Linked DNA regions of Rattus norvegicus: region 2 is linked to region 1. The links are chromatin contacts, called in public Hi-C maps. All regions are on one chromosome and are shown on one strand. Each heading gives the region's core, a stretch centred on a gene start, on an enhancer-like site or on the middle of the called end of the contact. The rest is flanking DNA. Distances are from core to core; before and after follow the strand shown.

The links. A called contact is a pair of places that touch in the nucleus more often than the background predicts.
Region 2: a Hi-C map of kidney shows a contact between it and region 1, with 8 times the contacts expected there. The contact joins the promoter of Calcrl here to the enhancer-like site in region 1. A contact is called at or near these places in 9 of 12 Hi-C or Micro-C datasets (the A7r5 cell line, the Rat2 cell line, frontal cortex and 4 more) and 1 of 1 datasets of contacts at active chromatin or transcription factors (oligodendrocytes).

The regions. Positions count from the first base shown.
Region 1 is chr3:89,802,952-89,809,522 of GRCr8, forward strand. No RefSeq gene overlaps it. Among named protein-coding and RNA genes, the nearest start is that of Calcrl, 130 kb to the right of the region's middle. Within about 2 kb of position 2,275, at least 9 of the 93 cell types and tissues checked have an H3K27ac peak or open chromatin away from gene starts, as enhancers often do.
Region 2 is chr3:89,930,669-89,937,119 of GRCr8, forward strand. Calcrl (calcitonin receptor like receptor) reads right to left here and starts at 1,948. Exons shown (of 16, transcript NM_012717.3): 1 at 1,608-1,948.

The sequences.
Region 1 (6,571 bases), core at 1,025-3,524:
CACCTTAACCGAATTGTTAGAAGTTAACCGGCAAATGATCATGTAAAGTTTTCAAATCAAAACAAAAAATGTTCTTATTTGCAAAAGGTATTTTCAAGTTTAATAACAATTCACTTTTAAATTCCTACAATTTAATTAGTAAACAAGGATATGTGTGTATATGTGCATGTGCATATCCCCTATGGGTTTGTACATATGCACATTCTATTTATTACTTGCAGCTTCTACTTCTAAGAGCTAAATATTGAAAAAAATTCTATGGTGAAAATATTTTAAACTCAATTCCTACACTTTTCTATGAAAAAGAAGTATTTTAAAATTCAAAACATGTTTATTGTTTCAAAATGCATTTAAGGGAAAGTTAATGCATTAATCCTGAGGAAAGTAAAATGTTCTACCCATAAACAATGGTCATAGCATCTCTAATTGCTTCTGTTAGCAATAAAGAGAAATCTACAGACAGATAAACAGATAAGCCATAAACTGCCATCAGTATTACTTTTGGAGTTTTGATTTGGTGAGACTACTTTGTCTTCTTTTGTTAAAGCAATCCCCTTAGAATATGCATCTGGACGTCAGTGCCCCACTTAGAGAAGACACAAACAAACCAGGATCACTCTGTGTGCTCACTTCTGTGGCCCAAGTTCAAAAGCAGCAGGAGGCTCCATCTGCTTGCAGGCTGCCCGGGACTACTTGATTCACAAAGTTGTTTCCTTTGGTAAAGGCGCAGCTTAGCTCTGAAGAGCAGTTTCTATGCTGATCAGAAGGAAAAGTATGAATACTGTAGTAAGTGTACTAACTCTTAACTTGGTGATATAAGACTAAATGAAATAAAAATATCAACCTGAATATGATATTTATTGATCAGAGAACCCAGAATAAGCAAATAAGTTAATTTATAAATGTTTGAGAATAATTAAAAGCTTAATTTAAAATGAAAGCAGAATGTTTATGTGACAAAACAAATTACAAACATTTAGTAAACTCAATCGGTGAGAGCTTTGTAGACAAATACTGAGCAAACACACACACACACACACACACACACACACACACTTCCTGTTCACAGTGGAAATATCACCCTTGTATTGAGTACCCAGTTTTATCCCATTGTTTTTGAAGACCAGGATGTGATTCACTGTAAAAATAGCTTTCTCCAGTATAAAGTGTCTGAACAAAAATAGTTTGTTGTTGTAGTATTCAGGAAAAGTCTAAAAAGTGGTGTGTGTGTGTGTGTGTGTGTGTGTGTGTGTGTGTGTGTACTTAGCATTCCCATAGCATCTCTAAACTACCACTGTACAACTGTGTGCTTTGCATTGAAGAAGAACATAGTGTATAGATGTTAAGAACATTTAAAATAATATTGATTCTTGGATATAATGGCTTTCCGAATTAGCAAATCTTTTCTGTGGTAACTGAACACATTTTTCTCATGCATATAATTCATTTTAACGTTAATGCTTTTAGTAAACCTAGAAGTTCATGTTTCTTCTTGCATTATCATTACATTTGTATATTTTAGGTGAACCTACATTCTAGACAAATATTATTTTAAATAAAATATAGTAAGATAAAACAAAAACTAACATGTTGGAATTGGACAAAACACACAAACAAAAGGAAAAGATCCCAGCAGAAGGCACAAGAATCAGAGACGCACTTTTCTTCTCACACTCGGGGATCCCATAAAAACACTAAACCAGAAGCCATAATATGTACCCAGAGGACACTCTGTCTGCCTCCTCTTCATGGGTTTCCTGAGCCCTGAGGAGAGGAGTTAATGCATAAATCCCATTTAGAGTTAAAGAAAGAAAGAGATTAAAGACTTTCTAAAATGTAGTGACAATGAAGCACACCCAAACTTACGGGACACAGTGAAAGCGGTGCCAGGAGACAGAGGCAAGATACTGTGAGCACCGCTTTCGGAGGTTGTTATATTTGTTTCATGTTACATCATGCCTAGTTTGATATGACAAGAATGGTTTTTATTTAGATTTTTTCTTTTACTTTTTTTTCTGAATTTAACAGTAGAGGCAATGGAACGTCTAGTGTTGGGAAAACGTGCATGAAGTGGGGATCCAAAAACAAAACAAAACAAAACAAAACAAAACAAAACAAAAACAACAAAAAAAGTTTCTTGTCTCATACCAGCGCCCATAAGTTACCAGAGGCTGGTCCTCAGCAGAGCCAGTAAGAGCATCCCAATATCAAGAATTAAGGCTGTAATCGTCTATTATCTTCCTATCCTGACCTTTGAAGTGGGCTGTGCTTTAGTTTACTTCAGAATTGACCCAGAGGATAAGAGGCCAGTGCAGCAATCTGAAAGCACCGAGTTGTTTCCGTGAGTTACAAGTGATTCTGGAATACACAGAAAATCTTGACAAGTCAAGTGTTGGGATTAAATGCTTAACTCCTTAAATCAGATCAGTTCATACCTTTCCAATCCTGCTCAGTTCCTCCCCTCTGCAGGGGATTTTTCTCTCATCAGCTCCCATGCAATGAATCAATGTTTAAAAACAGGAAGCGGCTATTAGTGGTGGGACAAACAGTGCTATCTATCAGAACTGAGAGTTTTCCTTGCCACCCTATCCTTTCAAATGGTGATGAATATTCATTAAGCTAGAATATCACTGCCAGCTGCAGATCTTTGCAAAGTGGCTTAGCTCTCTCCAAACCCAAAGGAAACAAAACCAGTCCTCTGTTTATGGTCATCATAAAGAATGAAGAGAGAAGCTAGCAAAGGCATTCCCAGGAAGAAAACAAATGCTCAACCTCACAAGTCTTAAAGGAATATTCACAATTACACACACACACACACACACACACACACATACACGCTCACACACACACACAGAGTTTTTTTACTTTCTTTCCAAAAACAATAATAATAATAATAATAATAATAATAATAATACTGAAAGTGTTGAAAGAGAAAATATCTACATATTATACTAATCTTTAATTTGATCTCTTTTAGTTGTAGATAGGAATCTAGATACTTGCTAAAAGATGGAAAGAAGCAAGTGTTTGAAAGATTGCCCTGAGGCATGGCATGTGTTCTAGCTTATGTCAGTAATTGTGTGTGTAGGAAAATCCTCCATTTTTCCTGAGACATTAAAAGAAATATTAAGTAACTGAGAGTTTCCCAGGAGAAAAGCTGCCGTATCCTGGAACCTAACCCTCCTTCAACAACTTTCTCCATGTCCTACACCTTTGGCCTGATGTCAGACTCTCTTCTTTCTCCTCCTGTTATCAATCACAAACGCAACAACAAACAAACAAAAAAGACATATATTTTCCCAAATTCTGTCATCTTTTTTAATTGGATTTTTTTATTTACATTTCATATGTTATTCCCTTTCCCGGTTTCCTGGACATAAGACCCCTATTCCATCTCCCCTCCCCTTCTTCTGTACGAGGGTTCCCCTCCCCAACCACCCTCTCCCCCCTAACATTCCCTACACTGGTGGGGGGGTCCAGCCATGGCAGGACCAAGGACTTCTCTTACCACTGGTGCCCAACAAGGCCGTCCTCTGCTCCATATGCAGGTGGAGTCATGGGTCAGTCCGTGTATAGTCTTTGGGTAGTGGTTTAGTCCCTGGGAGCTCTGGTTGGTTGGCATTGTTGTTCTTATGGGATTACAAGCCCCTTCAGCTCTTTCAATCCTTTCTGAAATTGCTCCAACAGGGGTGTTCTCAGTTCAGTGGTTTGCTGTTAGCATTAGCCTCTGTCATCTTAACAAGGACTGAGAAATCATGATGCAAAATAAACGTCATAAATCTTTAAATGTTCTACCTCATATATTTAAAGGAATATGCATACTTCGATAGTCCTTTCAATTTGTCTAATTTTGTCTTAAGATAGTAAGCAGGAGAAATATCAAATGGTTGCACTGCCTTCTTGCTTATTCTGTTTGCCTGTTTGCTCACTATAAAATGGTAGATAAAGGCTCAGGGATGGAGAGAAAGGAACAGCGTTTTTAATAAGTATCATTTGTTCATGATCATGGAGATTTAGGAAAATCTTAGATTTTTTTCTCCCTGGGAAATTATTACCTACTTTTTTAAAGTCTTCATAAATCATCAATTATCTCAAAGATTATGATTTTTTTCAACATAGGATCCTTATAGGTATAAACCATAAATTTGCCAAAATGAAATACACACACATACACACACACACACACACACACACACACACACACACACACACACACACACAAACCATGGAGTCTAATTTCTGTTGGCCAGCTACTCCTGGGAAAGTCGTGAAGTCTGGCAGAATACCAGGTGACATTCCATTGGAGAAACTGACCACTTGCCATTTTCCTTTTCTTTTTTAACATAATATTTTTATTCATTATTTGGGAATTTCCCGTAATGCACCCAGATTACCCTTACTTCACAGATCTTCACAGATCCAAACCCCAGCTTTGTGACCTACCCTCCAATGAAAACGTTTTTTTAAAAATTACAATTTGAGTTGTCTCTCTAGTCAACAGAGCATGGTCAAACTCCCAGTGACCAGCCTCTAAAAGAAAAGTGAATCTTTTCCCCTCACCCCTACCCCAGCCCCTGCCAGTAGTCATCTGTGGTGGAGAGCTACACTTCAGCATCCTCATCACAGTTCTTAGGAGTTGGCATGGAGGGCTTCCTGTCTAAGTTATTGCTTAGGGGGATGGGAAGGGAGAGGTTGTCACCAAAGCCTTCTATGTCTCTCTTCATCAACTGTTAGTCTGCAGTTCTCAATAACTCTGCAGAAGAAGCTTCCTTTATCATCAGCAGGAGCGTGGATCATGGACTTCTACGTGGTATCTGGTGACTGCACAGACCAGGACATCTATCTGGCCTCCCACACGTCCACATTGTCTTTGGTGGTAACGTAGGTCATGACCATCAACATGGCCTCCAGCTGCAGCAGGACCACACATTCAGACATGGTCCCTGGAAAGAACGTGGACCATGGAATTCTGCATGGCCCTTGATGGTAACGATCTACAGACACTGCATCAGGACCATGGACCCAAACATGGGCTCAGGGGAGCACAGGCCACAGCTATCAACATGGCCTCCTTCATGCACCTCCATGCAACATGGCCTCCGACAGTAGCTCAGGCCTTGGACATTGACATGGTTCAGACCCTCTCTGCTCCTCTGTTCCTTTATCCTTTCACCACCCCTCCATCGAACATTCATTTATTGCAGTGGCATTGAAAATTGCAGCACATCACATAGCTTTTTTTCCAACACAGCACTACGTGCAAATACTAAATTGCCACAAGTAATGTCGGATTCAAGCCTCTGGTCCCTGAAGCACCATGTCCTCCTCTGTGGACAACCAGCTTGTAACTTGAGTAGGTGATAGGGCAGACTGACTGGAAGCAAGTTGATCGAGCCGGCTCTTCAGGGTGGCTGTCCTGAAGCAACAGGCCCAATTGTCATTTTTAGTTCTGGATTTTGTTTTGAATTTCATTTTTCATTGTTTCTTTTTGTTGGTTTTTTGTTGGTTTTGTTTTTTTTTGACACAGAAAGAGAGGGGGGAGGGAAGTAAAGGGAAGGAGGGAGGGAGGGAGAGAGGGAGGAAGATGGAGGTAAGGGAAACAGGGAGGCAGGGAGAGAAGTAAAGGGAAGGAGGGAGGTAGGGAGAGCGAGAGCGAGAGCGAGAGTGAGAGCGAGAGCAAAACTATTGAAATGGTGTATAGGGAAGTGGAAAGTTGGTAAGAGTTGGGAGAAAGGAAAACATGATCAAAATATATGTTATGAAAAAAATTAACATCCGTAGAGAAATACTTTCCCTTAAGTGCTTACAGCTAAAATAAAAATACTATACTTTCTTTAATTTATTGATCATGTTTGAAGGTGAGAAAATGGAAAGATACTGTGTAAATTTGTCTATATTTTATCTTATGCATATGGGTATTTTACCTGCATGTATGTTTGTGCACCACCTGCATTCCTGGTGCCTGTAGATCGAGAAGAGAGGATTAGATCTCCTAGAAATGAGGTTAAGGATGGCCGTGAGCCATCCTGTGGGTACTGGGAATAGAATTAAAGTCCTCTGCAAGAGCAGCCAGCGCTGTAAACCATTGAGCCATCTCTCCTATCCTGGCAGGACACCTTAATGCATTTTCGAAACTGAAAAATCGGAGAGCTGTAATTTTATTCTGTGAAGTGATGATAGGAACTTGCCAGTGACACTGAACCCAGAGAAGCTGAGTGGATTTCTGTGAGGTGTTTTGTCTAGCTCTTCTTTGTTAACTACAGACAGAAATCCAAATGATGTCTGTCGTGATTTCACTCTGCCAGTATGTACAAGAAGTCCGGGAGGAATTGGAAAACAGTGTTGTTCAAAATGTTATACAATTAATTAAGGAATGAAGATCAACTGCCGAAAGCTATGAAAATTGATAATATTGAAGTAAGCCATCTTTCACCACTGATAGGATATTTTTAAAAATTCAAGAATGATTCATTTATTCTCATTTTCAAGAATTACAGTTCTTGACACAATAACGGGGAAGTGAAGGTTACCTTCCCCTCCTTTTGTGTTGGTCTGACATTCATATGTAGGT
Region 2 (6,451 bases), core at 698-3,197, 130 kb after region 1:
TATTAAAATAAATTATACGAGACCATTATATGCTTCGGAACATTAATTCAATAAAAATCAGTATAGTTTGTGGAGGTACTAATTTACCATTGTTTATTAATATAATACTTAATTTAAGAAAATAATCTGGCTTAGAATAATGCTTTCCAATTTCAGTTCCTGTATATGACATTTCACTTCTTTCTCCCGTTACCTAATGACAATTTCTAACAAGTCATATCTTAAAAACACCTTGCCCGTTTCTACATATCAGGAAACTCAGTGGTATAATTTAAAAAAAAATAAATCAGCTCCAAAGCTTTTAAAAATTACAAGTGTAATTAATGTTTCCATTACATTGAGAAACATGTGGAAACTGAGCCAAAGCCCACTGAGGAGTTACCCGGGATGAGTTTGTCATAGACCGTTTATCCCAGACTACTGGACACTGAGCTCAATGCTAGCACTGAAAGACATCTCAGCAGCTTACAATTTCACTTAAGTAGGAAAAATGCAGAATTTGATAAATTATGCTAATGAGCACAATTTGAATCCAACACTTGGTGACGCCGCTATAACGACCACTTGTTAGGGAGGCACTGGCTCTTTAAAATCTCAGGACAGTCTGGACTGTGGCAAGAGCACTGCAGATGCCTCATCTCAGCAGCATCATAGAAAATCTAATTTAATTCCTCTGCTTAATGAGCTAATCCACTTACTTAGCGTGTCTCTGTTTATTTATTTATAGAGACTCCTTTCACACTCTTCCCCCGCACTTTTGCAGGATAGTTGAGCACACATCTAAGCGTGTAAGAGTTTAAAAGCCATGAAGTAACGCAGACATCACTACCCTTTCTTAACTCTGGACAGTTGTGGGGGTTTCGGTTGGTTGGTTGTTGATTGCTGGTTGGGTTTTTGTTTGTTTGTTTTGTTGTTTTTGTTGTTGTTTTCCCCTTACCTTATTTATAAGACACCCATAATCTTAATACAGTGGAAATAGTTCGGGGACTCTCCAAAAACAGAAACAAAAAGCAAAATAAACAAACAACAACAAAGAAAAGCCAAAAGGGTGGTATTTACACAAATCTAGCAAGAAAGAACAATGAAAATTCCATTGGTTCCCCAGTTAGAGGTGTAAGTGTCAAAAGAAGCCGAAGAGCAAACAGAAGTCCAAGTGGGTGGCTTTTCTTCTTACTCCTGCTTTCTGTTCAGTCACACAGGAAGACTCCGTCCCTTCCTTAGAATACTGATTATGTGGAAAATTTAAAGACCCTTCCTGGGGTGCAAATGTTTTCCAGCTGTCAGGACTTGAGCTAATAGTAGAAGTAACTTTAAAGAGCATTGTTTCCTGATGAAGGTATTTGTCCAAAAACTTGCCTTGTAGCCTGTTCACATGGCTATTAGTTGGTAAATTTATTTTCTAAAGTGTCATTGTAAATACTCTTATGCACTAGTAATAGATTTTGTACACATTCTGGAGTAAGACTCTCTAGTATCCCTATGTAGAATAAATGAACCGGTTTCAACCTTATTCCAATGCCACTCAGTCAATTCTTACTAGAAACATTGTCAAACTGCTTAAGAACAATGCTGAGAATACATATGTTTGTTTTGAATAATACACTTACCCCGCACGGCTCCTAAGGAAATTCTGTGTGAATAGTCTCAGGAGGGAATTTGATTTTCTGAGATAGTAGAAAAGAGTTCCCGGAGAAGAGGTGTGGAAGAGTCAAAAAGCTTTGCTGCAGGCAGCGTGAGGTCCAGGCAACAGAGCCCGCCGGTCCTAAAGCAGAAGTGCACCGCTGCGAAGAGAGGGCTTGTTCTGGGTAGATGGGGAGTGTTGTCAGATTGTAAGCGATCAGCAGCAGAAGGGAAACATCACAGCTTCCTGTTACATCACCCCGCCCCGCCTGCACTTAGTGTTAGGTTACTTTCTTTCTCAAATAGCTTACCCCAGGAAAAGAGCAGCAACTCCCTTCTCAACTCTGACAAGAGCAAGAAGCAGCCTGAACAGACAGAGATCCTTTGCTGTATGAACACATTGTTACCAGCAAAAGCTGGCTGGCTTTCACCTAGACTGAGTTCTGTTAGAACTTGCTGCCTGTGATTTTGAAGGCAATCTAAGTGTAAAAGAATCAAAGGAGTTAGGGGTGTGGGTGTAGGTGTGTGTTGAATGAGAGTTCACAGAACAACCAGGAACAATTTATCGGTCACATCTTTCTTCTTAAATGTGCATAGAATTTTGAGCATCAGAATTACTTCGGACTCAAGTTTGAGCACTAATGTGTGATCCAACTCCACAATCAATTTTGCATAAGAGGCTTCATGCTGTCCTTTCCAGGAATCCCTTAGTTGTATGTACTATAAATCTAGTTTGTGTATGGAGTGTGGAATCATTTTACACACTTTTAAATAGTTGATGTAATTATGTCACTGTGTATAACCTAAGCTCTATAGTATTTATCTCAAAATAACCTCCAAGGAAACGTGGCAGTATTTTAACATGATACTATGAAATAATTTCATACAATAAATGAACGTCAATTTTTTAAAAAAAAAGATTTACCTCTAAACTTAATTGTATCATAAATATAAGAAATCACTGAGTATGATCAGGAAAAAAAAGCCTGTAAACCTGAAATATACCTGATATGATAAATATGATAAAGTATGAGATTTGGCAATAATTGTAGCTCCCAAAGCCACACAGCACTAAAAGTCACATGATCTTTGCATCAAATTTGTCACTGGAAAAGATGGATAAAATAATACCTGAAGGTCTTCGCATTGTTGAAACTTTGAATCAACGCATTTTATAACATTTAGGACGAATGAGGAGCTACTCTAGTGACCAAGCAATTCCAATTAGCTACTATAATCCCGCTGAGCTGGCTCAGAGGCACAGACTTAGAAGTAAGCACTACAACCAAGTAGCAAACGAGGAGCTCAGAGTCCTAGCAGATGAGGAATGGCAGTAAAGACACGGGGTGCAGAATCTCCGAATATCATGATCCTGAAAGACAGTGCCCTGTTCTTAAACGTCTACTATCTTGATCTGCATGGGAAATTTATTATAAAATCTTTAATTCTGTATATTATATAAAACGGAGTGTATCCATATAAAACTATGGAATATAAGTGACAATCTCAGTCACGGAAAAACGGAAGCTCTATGGAAGAAGCCGATTTACACAATGTAGTTTTAAGAGACAGTAGTAAACTGGGAAGTTACTCTGTAAACACTTTAGTTTTGCTTTCTATAGGGAACTGTCGGGTTATATTTTCCCCGTGCTGTTTCCTTCAGCTCATGAGGTGAGAAGTCAACATTGTAAATCCTTACTGCCTCCTAAAATAATAACTCATTAATCAGAAAAACAGCAAAAACATTCTTGAGTGAAACTACAGAATTCTGATGTAGAGTCGCATGCTACATAGGGAAACAGAAGGAAAGCAGTAGAGAGTATTTGTGTCCCCTTGCAGATGCTTAGACTTGCTGGGACAATCTTGACAGAATATTTAGCTTAAGGTTCAGGCAAAACAAATACAAGATTTTAACTTCCAAATGATCGTCGTATATGTCCACATATCCGTTTCTAAGACTATCTGATCTCTGAGACCCAGACTGGTGTATACCAAGCTGCATACATTTCCAAGCATTAACATTTTTTGATTCATTCATTGGATTTGTTCAAATATAGCAGAGTCTTAGTAAGCAAAGGAGTTCTTTCTTTGAGACGATGCCTGAAAGATCACAAGCCAATGATCATTGTCCCGTATGGTAGATATACATGGTGCTGTTGTAAACAAAGAATTTAATACAACCTGCAGTGTCTAGAATAAATTATAGGTTGGGCATATAGGCTTATGGCTGTGGTCCATGAAGATTCTGGGTAATTCTTGTTAATATCAAATCTGTGTCTTTCTAAGAAAGAAAAGTAAACATACTTCCCAATAATAAGATCATTGAGAGTGACCATTTTATGAACATGAAAAAATATGAATATGTGCTATATTAATACATGCTATAAAAACTTCTGGGAAGCTAGACTATGCCACGATATGTAGGAACAAGTGAAAAATATTGAGGAAACGAGACGTGTGCGCTTCAGTATGACACAAACGTTTGGATAGCTATGGCAAAGCTAAATGAAACTGTTTCCAGAAATCTATTAGGTGATTCCAAGTCAATGGGTATTAGTACATTCATTCACTCTCATATGGTCTACATGTGTTTATATTGCACTCTTTCCCCAGAACACACTGAAGCTACTTAAAATTATTTGATTAGTGGTGGTCAAGTTTATACTTTCAGATGAACACTAAAAATAGTTCTTTTTTCAGGAAATTAAGACCAAATAAGAAGTGTCTTCTGTTTTGACCATTTAAAGGAGAGTGGACAAGCACGGAAGAATGCTGCCAGTATAACCATACAGGGCATAAACCATGCAGTGCTCCCACTCAGAGTCTGTGTTATTGTAAAGTGAGGAATATGCACAAATGAAAATCATTTTGAGGAACAGTCGCATCCGTCCACTTTACTGCAGGACTTTGCCCTCCATTGTGGTCCTTTAGGTGGCCCAAAGGTACCAAAGCCTCTAAATGAAGCGATGGGTTCCCCTAATGAGAAGGGCCTTGCCCCACAATCAGGAGGACGCTAAATCAAAGCCTTATATTCACAAGTTAGACAAAAACCCAAAATCACGTGTGACGAACTTAGGTTTCTACTGACTAAACTGACCACTTGGATTTCTATAGCTACTGCCTAGAAGCATGGATCTTTAAAAACAGTCAACACCACCACGTGGAACAGGTTATAGACAGTCCGTCCCTAGTAAATGTGCCGCAGTCCTCAAAGAAAGTATTTTTAAAGTTATTTCGTGTATTCAGTTACATTATTCTGTTTTTAATTATGAAATTTTCATTATTTATTCTTAAGAAACTGATGTAATTAAAAAAACTAATGTACTACATCCCTTATAAGAATTTACTATCTGAGAAGCACATTAAATTCTTATACATTTATATCAAAAAGAAAATCTATTAAGGAAGTAAGTTGACTTCACCTTGTACTGTTTTACCTCGTAACTGTGGTTAGGAATTTTTCCCAAGCAAAGGATAATTAATTGCATTTGATAAAATGATCTCTGCCCAATACCTACTGAAAGCAAAAATGCCATTACTAAAGTTAAAGGAGCAATTTTCACAACATTTACATAAATTATGTATCAAAGGTGAATAATAATGTCTTAGTAAGTTTTGCTGTGCATACAATTCTTACAAGTGAAAAATGGGAATTTGAGGTGAGCACTCCAGGCCCTTCACCCACACAACAAGAAAGTGCTTTCAGCACCCTGTAGTAGTTCTTACAGTGTTTCATAATGTTTCCCCAAGAGTGTCAAATTACAGCAGAATCAGCCAAATATTCATCTATTCAAAAAGTCTGACTCTTGCTGCGTCTTGGTGGATTTGAACTCCTGTGGGAACTTGTCTGACTAGTGTGTTCCTGAGAATCTGAAGAGAGACTGCTGGTAAACAGGGCCTGTGCTAGAACAGGGAGGTGGGCTTAGAACCAACAAACTTAGGAAGGTGGGATGAGCTCTGGCTGTGAGCAGGCTGGCGTGGGCTCGGGGTGGGGGTGGGGGTCTTATCTCTCAGTTCTAAGGGAGTTCTCCTTCCGTGCTCAGGAGTGTTCCTGTTTGGGTGAAAAATTATATGTTGTCCAGTCGATAAAGAGCAAGAATTAATGTGTGACCGGTTCACTGGAGACACAGAAATTGCCTTTCCCAGAAAGATTTAAAATAATTCTATTTCTGGAACAGAGTTAGATCACATTGAAGATGATGTTTTCTCCTCTCATGATAGCAATTTATACTGGGCGTGCTGTGGAGGTGCTCGGCATTTTTGAATACTAATCTTGATTGTGAAAATGAAAGTTGTATTTAAATTTACATTTGACATCTTGACCCATAGATCACTTTGTAAATGACTAAATTATATTTGGAAACAAAGTAATCACTAAAGCCAAAGATGACAGATAGTTTTAATGTTTTCCAATGCTAGAAGACAGTATTATTCACCTACTGTAATTAAGATAACTTGGGAAATAGTGTTTTTAGAAATTTATAATTTATTCTATTTTTTTTACATTTTCATTTGTTTTATTTACCACCACCCTGTTCTCTAGAATATAAGTATTTATAACTATAAGATGATTTGTACTGCATATAATGCATTAATTAAAAAGTAATATGGTGCACTTTTGAATAAGACTCTGAAGACCTGTGGGAAGGTATGGAGTTTTTTGGAACGCAGTTGAGGCCTTAGATCTGCAGTCTTATCCTGCCACCTAGTGTCAACTGTTCTCTAATTATAAATGTGACTTGTTGAGTAAAAGTAAAGTCCTACTCCCTTTACACTTTCAACAACTAGAAAAGATATGGTGCGTGTTCTCTCTCTTTCTCTCTCTTGCTCT